2 separate regions of the Mus musculus genome follow, and region 2 is linked to region 1. Evidence: chromatin contacts called from public targeted proximity ligation data. All regions are on one chromosome and are shown on one strand. The core of a region is the stretch at or near the end of the contact, and the rest is flanking DNA. Distances in the headings are between cores, read along the strand shown. Region 1 overlaps Gm960 (predicted gene 960). Region 2 holds the start of Ctsf (cathepsin F).

Evidence for each region.
Region 2: a contact with region 1 is called in a targeted proximity ligation map of pancreatic cancer cells. A contact is called at or near these places in 1 of 39 promoter capture datasets (liver), 1 of 484 Hi-C or Micro-C datasets (bone marrow-derived macrophages), 3 of 130 datasets of targeted methods (the NIH/3T3 cell line, bone marrow-derived macrophages and pancreatic cancer cells) and 1 of 9 other capture datasets (pancreatic islet).

What each region holds. Positions count from the first base shown.
Region 1 is chr19:4,667,791-4,675,120 of GRCm38.p6, forward strand. Gm960 (predicted gene 960) reads right to left here. Exons shown (of 15, transcript NM_001033447.3): 4 at 4,268-4,377. Among named protein-coding and RNA genes, the nearest start is that of Gm960, 27 kb to the right of the region's middle.
Region 2 is chr19:4,851,772-4,859,101 of GRCm38.p6, forward strand. It overlaps Ctsf (cathepsin F), which reads left to right and starts at 3,394. Exons shown (of 14, transcript NM_019861.2): 1 at 3,394-3,715; 2 at 3,927-4,025; 3 at 4,299-4,383; 4 at 4,476-4,537; 5 at 4,741-4,816; 6 at 6,199-6,312; 7 at 6,416-6,561; 8 at 6,645-6,741; 9 at 6,821-6,901. The coding sequence starts at 3,497.

The DNA of each region.
Region 1 (7,330 bases), core at 3,566-6,065:
CTGGGTCTTAAGGTAGATCGACTCATTTCCTGAGAAACTGACATATTGATTTCCAAAGTGGTTTTTTTTTAAGTTTGCACTCTCAGTAGCAATGGTGGAATGTTCCCCTTGCTCCTCATCCTCACTAGCACGAGCTGTTACTTGTGTTTTTGATCTTAGTCATTCTGGCAGATGTAAGATAGAACCTCAAAGCAGCTTTAATGTGCATTTCCTTGATAGCTAAGGATACTGAACATTTCTTTATATGTTTCTTGGCTCTTTGAGAGTCCTTTTTTTTGAGAATTCTCTGTTTAGATCTTTACCCCACTTTTAATTGGGTTATTTGATTTGCCGATGTCAAGTTTCTTGAGTTCTTTATGTATGGTGGATATTCACTCTCTATCAGAAGTAGATGTGGTGAATATTTTTTCCCATTCTGTAGGCTGCTGTTTTGTCCTATTGACAGTGTCCTTTGCCTTACAGAAGCTTTTCAGTTTCATGAGGTCCCACTTATTGTTGGTCTTAGTGCCTGCACCACTAGTGTTCTCTTTGGGAAGTTGTCTCCTGTGCCAATGCATTCAAGGATGTCCCCACTTTCTCTTCTATCAGGATCAGTGAATCTGAACTTTATGTTGAGGTCTTTGGTCCACTTGGACTTGAGTTTTGTGCAGGGTGATGGACATGGGTCTGTCTGCCTTCTTCCACACACTACATCCAGTTAGACCTGCATCATTTGTTGAAGATGCTTTTTTCCCATTGCATATTTGGGTTTTTTGTTTTGTTTTGTTTTGTTTTTGTTTTTGTTTTCGAGTCAGGGTTTCTCTGTATAGCCCTGGCTGTCCTGGAACTCACTCTGTAGACCAGGCTGGCCTTGAACTCAGAAATCTGCCTGCCTCTGCCTCCCAAGTGCTGGGATTAAAGGTGTGCACCACCACTTCCCTGCTGAATAAATTTCTTTAAGATAAGGTTTTATGAAATCATACTCCATTGGAAGGACCCAACCTAATGCAAAGAGTCCTATAAACATCAAAGTCACAATCTCTTTTACATGAGACATTTCCCAGAGATTAATTTTCTTCATATGACCAAGTTAAATGTATCATTTAGTATAGTCCTTTCATGAGTGTTTCAACTGATGTTTGGTGTAAATCTTGCTACTTGATCATACTCTTCATTTAAATATGTCTTAATAGCTCTATGATAGAGACAGGGAGCTCTAACAGTAATGATGCTTTAAGGAAGTCCTTGCTCCTTTGAGGCTAATGTCATCTGGATTACTCTTTTACCTTTCATCTCCAGCACAGGCTTACTCCTGGTCACTAAGCTCACAGAGCTCTTCTGAATGTCACATTCAAGTACCTGACCAAGGAGCAAGGAATGTAACTCAGTGACTGTTCATTCGGCATTCTTGAGACCCTGGGTTCAACCCCCAGCATTTTGCCTGTCAATAAGATGATCGTATTAAGCAACAATTTAGTCTTAATTCCATGACCTCTTCAAAGAACATGATCTTGATTTCAACTCATTTTTACTATTTCCATAGTTACATCTTAGAACTGATTCTGAATACTTTAAACAAGCGGTTCTAAACCTTCTTGTCTTAGTCAGGGTTTCTATTCCTGCACAAACATCATGACCAGGAAGCAAGTTGGGGAGGAAAGGGTTTATTCAGCTTACACTTCCACCCTGCTGTTCATCACCAAGGAAGTCAGGACTGGAACTCAAGCAGGTCAGGAAGCAGGAACTGATGCAGAGGCCATGGAGGGATGTTCCTTACTGGCTTGCTCCCTCTGCCTTAATCAGCTTGCTTTCTTATAGAACCCAATACTACCAGCCCAGGGATGGTACCACCCACATTGGACCCTCTCTCTTTGATCACCAATTGAGAAAATGCCTTATAGCTAGATCTCGTGGAGGCATTTCCTCAACTGAAGCTCCTTTCTCTGTCATAACTCCAGCTTGTGTCAAGTTAACACACAAAACCAGTCAGTACACTGCCTAATGTTACAACCCTTTAATACAGTTCCTCATGTTGTGGAGACCCCCAACCATAAAATTTATTTTCATTGCTACTTCCTAACTTTAATTTTGCTACTTTTATGAATCACAAAGTAAATATCTGATATGTGACCCCTGTGAAAGTATCACTTGACACCACTATGGGTTTCAGCCCACAGGTTGAGAACCACTGCTTTAAGCCAAAATGCCTCACTCTAATTGGAAAGGATGCGCACCAGTATATTACCAGTGGCTTTTTCTCTCTTTCTTTCTTTTTCTTTTTTCTTTTTTTTCTTTTTTTTTTTTTTTTTTGAGACAGGGTTTCTCTGTGTAGCCCTGGCTGTCCTGGAACTCACTCTGTAGACCAGGCTGGCCTCGAACTCAAAAATTCGCCTGCCTCTGTCTCCCGAGTGCTGGGATTAAAGGTATGCGCCACCAAGCCCAGCAGTGGCTTCTTTGATAAACCAAATTATATGTACTTTAAATGTTATATATGTACTCTAAATATTTGATTTAATCACAAGTAGATTTTTCTTAGGGAAAAAGGTTTGCAATAGAAAAAAAGAGAAACTTTAATATTCTTTCAAGTGTCACAACCTGCTATGTCCAGAGCTTATCTGACCTAAATTCAAATCTACTTTTCAGTATCTCAAGACCTCTAGCCTGAAACCCCTTGTGGCTGGGCTAGGCGCCCTTCCTCTGTGCTAGGCAGCGCTCAGGTGCTCCTCATCATGGCACACAGCACAGTGTAATAATTGTTGGCCTGTGCACCTTTCCTTTACATCCAAGTTCCTCAGAATCAAGCACCACATGCTAAGAGTGCGTACCCAAGAGACCTATGTAAGTGTGACTGATTTGAACAGACACTGGCTTCTAAATGAATAAATATTGAACTCGCATTGACCTTTGTGATTCAGACGGATTAAGCTCTATTTCTTCCACCTTCATATGACACTAGGAAAGTCAGCCCAGTTCTCTGAATCTCACTTTTGTCATCTGTAAAGTGGAGTGATAATCCATATTCTACCCATTTCATAGAGGTGTCAGAGCCTTGAGTATTTGTAAATGTTAGTCATGCGAGTTATTACTTGCTCCAACTGGCTCACATGCTCTTGTTTCTTAGCACTGCTTTCCTTGGTTCACCGGAATCACCTTTTTATTGCTTCTTGACATCAGCAGTTCAGAGCTGACTAACCATTAATTGCTCCGGACTGTTTACTTTTCATTCCCCTAAAGAAGATAAGGCACAGACAGGGAGTCAGCTGTCCTGATATTGTGCATGTTCCGTCCCCAAGGAATATGTAGTTGTTCAAACATGAAAACATATTTCCCAGAACTTCCTGGAAGATTTTGGTTTTCATTTGTTTTGAGACCAGTTCTTATAAAGCTCAAGCCAGCCTAGAACCTTCGGTGTTGCTGAGGATGCCTCTCAACTGATCTCTTGCCTCCACCTTCCAAATGCTGGGACTGCAAATGTATGCCACGAAGCCTGGCCTAGGAAGAATGTCTACATTATTCTAATTCTTTAGATCTCTATTACTTTCATCTTTCAAGGAAAGATGGGAGACCAGAAAATCATTAAAGATGACATAGAAGGCAATTATACTCTTAAATCTGGGCTATAAAGAGATCTATAACCCAACTAAATAAAAATTTGTTCAGATGAGATTTTTGTTAAAAATACTTTATTTATCGTGTGTGTGCATATGTGCACATACCACACCATATGTGTGGAGGTCAGAGGATAACTCTGTGTTGTTGGTTCTCACTTTCTACCTTGTAAAATGCAGGGATCAAACTCAGGTGATCAGGTGTGGTGGCAGGTGCCTTTTCCCATGAGTCATCTCACTGACTCTGGAATTCAAGGTTAATTCAACTGAAAGAACCACCACCCTGTCTCCAGTGCTCAGTTGATACTGATGTCTTAGCCTCCAACATACAGCAATTACAGACACAAACCATCATACCTGATCCAGATGGCATCTTGATCTTGAATTTCTAGCCTACAGAGCTGTGAGAAAATAAATCTTTGTTCCTTCAGCCACCCAGTCTATGATATTTTGTATGGAAGCTCTGACTAATGCGGCCCCGAAGGTCGACTAATTACCAGCCTCTCAGTGGAACACAGACATCAGGGTTTGGGGAGCCCCTGGATCATTTCATGTCTGCACAGCTTCTTTATTCTACTTTGCCTTCAAACTATGATGGAACCAGGCTCTCTTTCCTGTAATCATAATTGCGTAAAAATAAGTCAAATGATCAGAGTATATAGAACCACAGCAAAACTTGCCTCAAAAGTCACCTGGCAGGGTGCTATGCCTGATGCGTCTTGAGAACGGCCCCCCTCCTCTGAAGCCAGAGCCAGCTTTGCAGAGAGCCTGGGTAGCGCAGGCTGTATTTCTATATGAGAAGGAATGCCAACAAATCAGAACTGCATCAGGAGCCAAGAAGGCCTTTACCTGATGAAAGATTACCTGCAAAAAGCAAAATATGGGAACTGGTTATACATCGGCAAATTGTTTCAACATTTAGAGTTACTTTCTAGAGGAAAGATAGCTGTTTGTAATTTTTTTAGATTAGTTAAACCAATCTGAAATTTCAGTTTCCATAAAGTCATGTCCAGTGCCAACATTCTAGCTGATAGTCCTGCATTTTTTCAACAAATCAGCTCATTACTTAATAAACACAAGTCCACTAAGGGAATTAATTTAGAGCTGAAAACGGAAAAGTTCAAGAATGACCGTTTCAGGTTTGTGCTCTTTAAACTATTGTAGCCTTAGCAAGAGTCAAAGTCTCGCCGTTTTTGCCTTAGGAATGAGCTTCCTCGTGTTTTGTATGTGTGACTCAGACCGTGCTTTCCACAGAGCAGCTGGGAGGGGCATGGATTATCCACAACAGAGAGAATAGCATAGCATGCACCATCTCTCTTCTTTATTTCCTGTACCTGAGTTACAAAACCAAACCAAACCAAAACAAAACAAAAACCTCCCACTTTAATAAAACAGTGCCCTGTAGAACAATTAGGAATAAAGGCACTATAACAAGTTAATTCAACTTTAAAAGTCTAATCACTGAATTCGTCTTGAAATAATAATGCTTTAACTATTTTTTTAAAAGTGGTTTCCCCAAATAAAACCCCAGACATTCATTTTAACAGAGACCATTGTTGTCGCTGTGCTCTGTGAGTGTAACTCAGCCCACAAAGCACTGAGTACAATGGCAGCAGCAAGGCCACACTGCACCGAAGCTCAGTGACCTCGCCACTGAACCCAGACACTCGGCATAAGTCCTTTAAGTTACCAGTGGATGACTGCCTTACTTAGAGAAATCTCCCTTTTCTGATTCAATTACTTTTCTGTGAAATCAGGGACATCTGTTTAAAATAGTAAGATAGTACAGAAATGAAGGGAACATCAATGCAGGAGAAAGGGGGCTGGAAATGGCTCTGAATTCTTTAGAATAATCTTAATAACCATTTAAAATAAATTGTGTTAAAAACAACATAAATTGTGTACTTTTTAAAGAGTCTACTCCAAACATCTCAATCTACACAACAAAAAGGAAATGAGCAAGCAAACAAGATAAAGATAGAAAAGCCAGAGTTAAATAGGTGAAAGAATCAGAAATACTATTTCAAGATAAATTGAACCTATGTTGAAATCTCATGTTCATGTTCAAATATATACTATAAAACAAATACTTTTAAATCTAATAAAAACACATTCATGAGCCGGGTGTGGTGGTGCACGCCTTTAATCCCAGCACTCGGGAGGCAGAGGCAGGCAGATTTCTGAGTTTGAGGCCAACCTGGTCTACAAAGTGAGTTCCAGGATAGCCAGGGTTATACAGAGAAACCCTGTCTCGGGGGGGAAAAAAAAACCACATTAATGGTGGGGAAAAAAGTAAAAACAAAATGTAATAATCCAGAATGGATAACAAAAAGAAAGAGGCTTATTTGCTGCTAAGCCTGACAACCTGAGTCAATCCCTGGATCCCACATAGTGGAAAAAGAGAATGGACTCCTACACATTGCCCTCTGACCTCCACACGTGTACCAGGGCATGAATAAGCACTGCCTGCTCACTTGAGGGGTAACTAGAGCAAAGGAAACTGGTAGCCACATCACTGCTGTGTGACAAAGGCTTTAACAATGTCATGTAAGCAGCCACAGGACTCAGAACTACACAATGCAGGTAGTGAGAGGCAGGAGCTTTGGATGTCACTACCAGGGTGAAGGACAATCCAAGACATATGCCATTCAAGCATGCAAGGCTGGATGGAGCTCAGCAACCTTGAGGACCTCTGACCTACCAGTTGTTAACATGAGATATTTTCAAGCTAAACAGTTTGTGGGCAACTGACTCTAAATTACTAAGCAACGAACTTACCATCAAACTTATAACACAGCAAACAATAACACTGGACCTGAGAGTTAATAATGAGACATTGTAAAATAAATATTTAGACCCTTAACAAAGAAAAAGAATCCATTGTAATAAATTAAAGCAAAACTAACAGAGAAACATTTTTAGAAATCTTGGGATTTAAAGATACAATGTTTGAACTTAAGACCTCATAAATGGGGGTCTGGAGAGATAGCTAAGTGGCTAAGAACACTTGGTGCTCTTGCAGTGGGTCTGGATTTGACTCCCAGCACCTGCACGATGATTCATAACCATCTGTAACTCTTGGGATACATATATACATGCAGGCAAAACACCCATACACAAAATGAATAAATTTAATAGAAATAAATCTTTAAAAATACTTATAAATGGTTCAACTGGATGAGAATAGACCAAAACAAAAGTTAGGGCATGATGTTTTTAGCAATATTATTCACAATAACACAAAATGGAACTCAAATATCTACCAAATGATGATAAGTAGTGGGCTTAACAAAATGTAATATACCACTTCAACCATAAAAAGAAATAAAGTACACACTGGCTAATCAACTTGACATACAGACGAGAGTTATCTGAAAGGAGAGAGGCCTAATTGAGAAAATGCCTCCATAAGATCTGGCTGCAAGATATTTTCTTATTTAGTTATTGATGGGGGAGGGTCTAGCCCATTGTGGATGGTGCCATTCCTGGACTAATTGGTCCTGGGTTCTGTAAGAAAGTAGACTGAGCAAGCCAGTAAACAGCATCCCTCTATGACTTCTGTGTCAGCTCCTGCCTCCAGGTTCCTGCCTTGTTTGAGATCCTGTCCAGACTTCCTTCAGTGAGAACAGTAACATGGAAGTATAAAGCAAACAAGCCCTTTCCTCCCCAACTTGCTTTTTGTCATGGTGTTTTGTTACAGCAATAGAAACACAAAGACACAGTGTGACACAGGAAATCCTAAT
Region 2 (7,330 bases), core at 2,144-4,643, 180 kb after region 1:
AAACTTACTTTGCTAAGCTTGCCCTGAGATTTCTAACTCTGTGTAGTAGATAGTAATGCCTGATTTCTTTCACAATCTCTCTTACAATAATAGAGGCAATTCTGAATGTTACCAAATAGGCAACATTCTTACTGAATTCCAAGCCCAGAGTCGGCTCAAGAACTACCTAGGGCATTGGTGAAGGCCAGGAAGCAAAGTTCAATTTTGCTTAGGTATTTGGCAAGTCATTGCTTGGAGGCTCCTGTAGTAAGACAATACTGAAAGGAAGCACACAGATCCATTTGCAAGGACAAGTTTGGAGCATACGTGCTATAGGATGCCACAGTTCCAGGAGACTAAGTTTCCGTGAACTTTTTGCCTCGGGACTGCATCCAGGCTTTTGGCTTGTCATGAATGTCACTACTGGAGTGGATGTAGCAGTTCCCCATATTTTTTATTTTCTAGACGAAGTTCCATAATATCCCGCCTCATGGTAGCTACAGATCTCAGAAGAACTTCTAAAGATGAGTGAAAACACAACAATTACTAATAAGGTAATGCCAATAATAATAGCAAGCAGGATTATATACTGAACCCAATCCACAGGATTCAATGCACTTAGGTGATTCTTTAAATCTCTGGCCAATTCATCAATGTTCCAAGTGTCCAAATGACTTCTGCTAATATCTGAAATATCTGCTAACCTAGCCTTAAAATTTGCTATATCCTGTCTCAATCTACTGCTAACATAGCGTCATAGAGAATTGTAGCTAACTTTCAAATATGTCTCTAAAATGACCAGAATCAGCCTTCCAAATGAAGAAATAACAATTTCTAATGCTGGGTTGATTATCGGCACAGTGCATGACTAAGTAGGCATAACTGGTCACATTAAAGGAAAGAGAAGACTCGTCATAACTTCTTTTTGATTACGTTTTTGAAGGCGGTTTCCAGTCTCCATGTTCTCAGTCCCACAAGCTAAAAGTTTGAAGCAAGGCAGTTTGTCCAATCTGAGATCAGGAACTCAAGTCCAAAACAGTCTGCCTGTCTCCACTGTCAGGGCACTCAGCCAGCTCACAGGTCAGCATCAGTCTTTGTCCCAGCATCAGCTTGTCTCACCAATCACTCTGGCAGCTAGCATGCTCCTGCTGCAGCATTCTGTGGAGAAAACACAAAAATGCCCTCTTCCCCATATTAAATACCTGAACAGTATCATGTCATGTGCCAGTATGTGGATCCTTTCATTTCATGAGTATGCCTGGTTGTAGAGTGCCATAGACACTCAGAGAGATTTTAGGCATCCAAATTTAAAAAAATTTTTGAAGATATATATTTAAAGCTCCGCAGTATCTTTTCCTTAAGAGTTATAAAAAAATATGAGTAACATGGGTAACATTAAATTGTTGACAAAACATCTCAAATGCTTGGCTGTAATAGCCAGTTCCAATATCTATTTTAATTTGATTTGGAACACCAAGCATAAAAAAAAAAATCAACATAGGCAATGACTGACTATACTTTTAGTTGCTTTTCTTGTTAAAGCAGTTGTAATTAGAAAGACTAAAAGTGTATCAATAGTCACAATGTGCATATTTCATTTTTCTAAAATCAAAAATGAGTATCTATTTGCAATAATTGATTAAGTAAAAGTCCTCAAGAATTAACACCAATGGGTGGAACAGGTAGAAGCTGAGGACACTGAGAACAATTCTTTACAATATGCCATGCACATTCTATAAAAATGCCTACAGCACACTATTCAATTATCTGTGTTGAAGTAGGAGGAAACTCAAAAGAGCAAACGTGATCTAGTCACGTAAACTTCTCTCCCATAGAAGTGCTGTTTATAAATACAGTAGATGCATTCTTTTTTTTTAAAGTGATAAGCACGATTCTTTTTTTTTTTAAGATTTATTTATTTATTTATTTATTTATTTATATTAAGTACACTGTAGCCGTCTTCAGACACTCCGGAAGAGGGAGCCAGATCTCATTTCAGATGGTTGTGAGCCACCACGTGGTTGCTGGGAATCGAACTCAGGACCTTTGGAAGAGCAGTCCGTGCTCTTAACCCCCGAGCCATCTCTCCAGCCCCAGTAGATGCATTCTTTATGGGATACATTGTGGAGAGACCTATAGGGTACTGCTAGGCAGGAATCTGACATTGGCCAAGGACAAGGAAACAAGCCTCAATCTTTAGGTTGTAATAGGGAAGCAGGACAAGGCAGAAACTCCAATCTCGGGGTGGTACAAAAGAAGCAGGCCCTGGGCAAGATCCAGGCTTTTGGCCTGTCATGCATGTCACTACTGGAGTGGATGTAGCAGTCTACATAGGCCCTGTTTTGAAGACAAACAAACCAAGGGAACTGTCTTAAAGACTTCAAAAAACTCCTTCATATATACATACCCTGCACACTCCTCACGTACACACAAGATTTCTGTGACAAGGCTGATTTTAACCGCTTTAGATAACATACGACAGCTCCTTCAATGAGCTGAGGATAATTTTTGCCTCTCCGATACAAAACCAATGGATTTTTGTATCCAAGCAGTTTATGGACATTTCCCTTTCAATAATAAAAAACCCTCCTTTCCGGTCCCTCTCCAAGTGTGCAGAGGCTTACGAGAATGCATCTTGGTTTATGATTCAATTTGTTATTCCCTCATACATTTTTACACTTTGGAGATTTTTTTCCCACCCTCTGTTTTCAGTTGTGACGCTGTCCCTTGGCAGTCCTGGAACACAGTGCTTTTAAGTGATTTACGGTACGATCCACCCTTTGCACAGCTTTGTTGATTATATAGATGTCTTTTAAGCCTCACAACAGCCAGACTCATGTAGCCTACGCTCAAATTCTCTTAGGTATCCAAGAATGACCTTGAACTTCAGAACTTTCTGTCTCTTCCTGAGTGCCTCACCAGGCTAGGTTTATTCCGTGCTCGGGGATGGTACACAGGGCATTTGTGAGAGCTAGGCAAACACTAGCCACTGAACTACCTACATCCTCTGGTCCCACAACCCATAATATTACTGACCGTCTGGTGAATGACAATAGGTGCCTCAAAGGTGAGATCACACCGTGAAGGCAGGCTGAGGAACCAATTGTTTGGGTTCACCTCTTATCAGAGTCATCTGTAAGCTTCTTTTTCTTTATCTACGCAATGGGACTGCACTGACCTCACAGGTCTGCCATGGTTAAAAGGATCTGGCTTTTCCTGCGTAAGATAGAAAAGGGCGTAGATTCTTATTTTATTGTCAACCTAGTGTCCTCTCCCCTCACTCCACCCTCTCCACCCCCCCACCCACCCCCCCCCGCATCCCGCACCCCGTGGTCCACGTGCCTCGCGTAAATAAGCGAGCGCGCAAGCGCCAGGAATCGGTGCCCATTGGCCGCCCCGGCGTTCTCCAACGTTGTAGGGAAACTCTCTGTGGCCTCTGACAGCAGGCTCCGCCTCGGGTCTCTTGATCCGTGTGTTTGTGGGTCAGTGAATCCGGGCGAGCAGCTTCGACCTCGCTATGGCGCCCCTACTGCAGCTTCTGTGGCTGCTGACACTGCTCTCGACTGTGGCCCTGAGCCCCGTCCCCGCCAAGCCCTGGGCAGATGACGAGCAGGCCTGGAACTTGTCGTCCCAGGAGCTGCTGGCCCCCGCCCGCTTCGCGCTGGACATGTACAATTACGGCCGTGCTGCGGGGACAAGGGCCGTGCTAGGAGCGGTGCGCGGACGCGTCCGCCGGGTGAGGACGCGCGGGGAGCGGGCGCGGGGCCTGGGCCCAGGAATGGTGCAAGGTGGAGTTTGGCTTAAATTTGGGATGATGGCCAGGACAGGGGAGGGAAGGACCTGTTTAGACCTGTATCCGGTAGGGAGGCACAGATGGGCAATGGTCTCCTAAGAGGAGTAAAGGGGGAGGGGATGGCTGGGCCAGCCCCAACTTCTTCTCCATCCAGGCCGGCCAGGGCTCTCTGTTCTCCCTGGAAGCCACACTAGAGGAGCCACCTTGCAATGATCCCCTGGTGTGCCCACTGCCTGAGACGAAGAAAACAGTGGTGAGTGAAGAGGTCAGCTATTGTTGGCCCTAGCTGGCAAACAATTGGAATGGTGGGTCCTGTCGAGGCATTGGTTACTCCTGAGATACCAAGTTAGAGACCAAGATGCTCTGAAAGGGTGGGTGTTGGGGTGCTGGGTGTCTGCTGCTGGCCTCCCTCTTTCACCAAGTTATGACTGCCTTCCATGTGGCTCTCCTTTGAGGAACTTCTAGCTGCTCTTGCCAGGACCTTGTTTCAAACTGTCCCAAGACCGTCTTCTTTCTATGCCTCCAGCTCTGCAGTTTTGAAGTCCTGGAAGAGCTAAAAGAACACTTGCTGCTGAGGAGGGACTGTAGCCCAGTGAATGCCAAGGTCACAGGTGCTGGGATTGCTCAAGGAGACTGGGAGAGCCCAGACCATACTTGAGTCAGAATCCAGCCTTAATTACTTCTCTGTTCCGACCCTATCCAGAGTTTAGAAATGCGACTTTCAGCTCATTCCTTCCATTGTTGGACAAGGATCCCCTGCCCCAGGTGAAGACCCTGTGTCGAGGAGAGACAAAGGCCCCTTAATCCTCTTTCCCTTCTCTTCTCTTTCTCTGCACGCCCCTTCTCTCTCTTCCCCCTCACTTCCTCTTCCCATAGTGACTTCCCTGTCTTGGTCCTCCAGGGTAGAGCTCAGTCAGCTCACTGGGGTCTGGCTGGACTTGTAAGTGAACATCCTTCCGCCTTCCTAGGACTTCTCTGTGAAGATGGCTCCACTCTTCAAGGACTTCATGACCACCTATAACCGGACTTATGAATCAAGGGAAGGTAGGCCCCAGCCTTGTCATCTGTCTCCGTCAGGCCTGGGCCTTCTCCCGTCACGGCACCTTGATACTAAGGAGATAAAGTACACAGTGATACCTTATTTCCCCGGTGGTAAACTGAGCCAGATCAAGGCAGATAAGATGATATTAACTGCTGGTTTATTGGGAAGCTGCTCTCTGGCGAGTTCACTGGCCCCAGTGATTAGGCCACGGAAATCACCATGGGAAGAGGAGATGAGGGAGAGAAGGGGAGAAAGGGCCCACACAGAGAGAGAAGAAAAGAAGAGAAAAGGGAGAGTGAGGAGACCAAAATGCCTGGATTGTGTCTGGAAGAGCTTCTGGGTATGCCAGGGTAGGGACTGAGGGGTGCTGGGAGAAGCTGGAGGCCAGGTCTGCCTTGATATGAAACATATGCACCTCAGTCCCTGGTCCAGGGGTCCGAAACCAAACAAAAAGGATCCTGTGTCTCTCAAGGAGCCCATATCCCTAGGGTCCTATCCAGCTTTCTAGGCAGTCATCTTGTCAAGGAGTGGCCTGGTTTCCTCCTTCCGTTTTGTCTTCCTAACCGGAAACCATGGGCTTCATCCCTCTAGGCAGGATGGGTAAGACTTAGACCAGATTTTCTCCTTTGGATTTCCTCTGTCATGGCCTTTCCGGTAACCTCTCCTGGGTGACACCCTTCGGTCTCATTTAGATTACTGGTTTTATATTCAACAAGTCATTGTTCCAATTTGGGCCCCCAAAGTTGAGCATGTCTCTCACTTTGAAGTCGGCTTCCCTCATGTCTTATTCTGCCGGCCCCAGGGATCTATCCTTACAAACAGCTTCAGGGACTATGGCAGGGACTCAGTTAATAAAGCCCTTGCCTTGGAAGCGTGAAGACCTGACTTCAATCCCCAGAACCCACCAAAGAAGCCCGATATGGCGGTCTGGACTTGTAACCTCAGCAACAGTGAAAAAGGAGAAAGAAATAGACTTATCGCAGCCGGTCTAGCTCACTTGAGCTCCAAACCAAAAAGAGACCGTTTGTGCCTCAAACAAAAGTGGAAGGCCTTGAGAAATGACGCCAAAGGTTGCCCTTTGATCTACACACACACACCACTTACTCAACACACGCATGTATGTATACAGAAGTATACACAAAGGCACACACTCGTCTATGCACATATACAAAGGTACACACACACACACCACACATGTGCACACATGTATGTGCATACATGCATACACAAAGTCACACTCTCATGTGCGCACACACACTAATCCACACGTACACTCATATACAGAATCACTCACACTCACATATACTCAAACACTTACCCCCACTTATTGCTCCTTTTATGATCTGGTTGGGTTCAAGACCCTCTCCCTCTCTTTGGTCCTCAGAAGCCCAGTGGCGATTGACTGTCTTTGCAAGAAATATGATACGAGCACAGAAGATTCAGGCCCTGGACCGCGGCACAGCTCAGTATGGGATCACCAAGTTCAGTGACCTCACAGGTGGGGATGGTGACCAAAGCTGACACAGAACTTGTGCTGCTCAGGCTCCTCATGAGGGCTGGCTTCAAATTCTCATCTCTGCCCCGCCCTTCTCTACCCACAGAGGAGGAATTCCACACCATCTACCTGAATCCCCTCTTACAGAAGGAGTCTGGCAGGAAGATGAGTCCAGCCAAGTCCATAAATGATCTTGCCCCGCCTGAATGGGACTGGAGGAAGAAAGGGGCTGTCACTGAAGTGAAGAACCAGGTTGGAGTCCCAGAAGTAGGAATAGGAAGGCAGACTGCACGGGGCCTGAAGAGAGAGCCTTGACCGTGACCATTGTCTTGCAGGGCATGTGTGGCTCCTGCTGGGCCTTTTCTGTCACAGGCAACGTGGAGGGCCAGTGGTTCCTGAACCGGGGGACTCTGCTCTCCCTGTCAGAGCAGGGTGAGCATCCTGCTCTAGTCCCCTTTCTCCAGACCAGCCCCTTCAGAGGGCCCCTTGGAACCAGTCTTCTGTCTCCTAGAGCTCTTGGATTGTGACAAGGTGGACAAGGCCTGCTTGGGTGGATTGCCCTCCAACGCCTATGCAGCCATAAAGAATTTGGGTATGTGTTAATCTGGTTTGGAGGGGCAGCAGGTACCACCTCTTTGCAAGAGGACGTGAGGGTCACACCAAACTGGGTTCTGGTCTTTATGCTGACCCTTTCTGACTGAAGACCTACAGTAAGTGAGAGCCTCAGTTTTCCTAGCTGTGAAATGGGATATACAATGTTGTCTCCAATGGCAAGTGAGGTAGTGAATCGATGTAAGATTCTGATGCATGACAAGGACCCAGTGAATCTTGGTGTTTTCACTTCCTGGCAGTCTGTGTTCTTATTATTCCACCAAACTAGACAGCAACTCATCTCTCTCCTGAGGGGAGGTATTAAATTCAGTCATGGGCTGCGGTAGTAGAAGGATGGCAAGCTAAGAGCCTGCAGTAGCTTTGAAAGAAGCTGGTCCAGGCGCCTCCAAGGGTGTGAGCTACAGCAGCA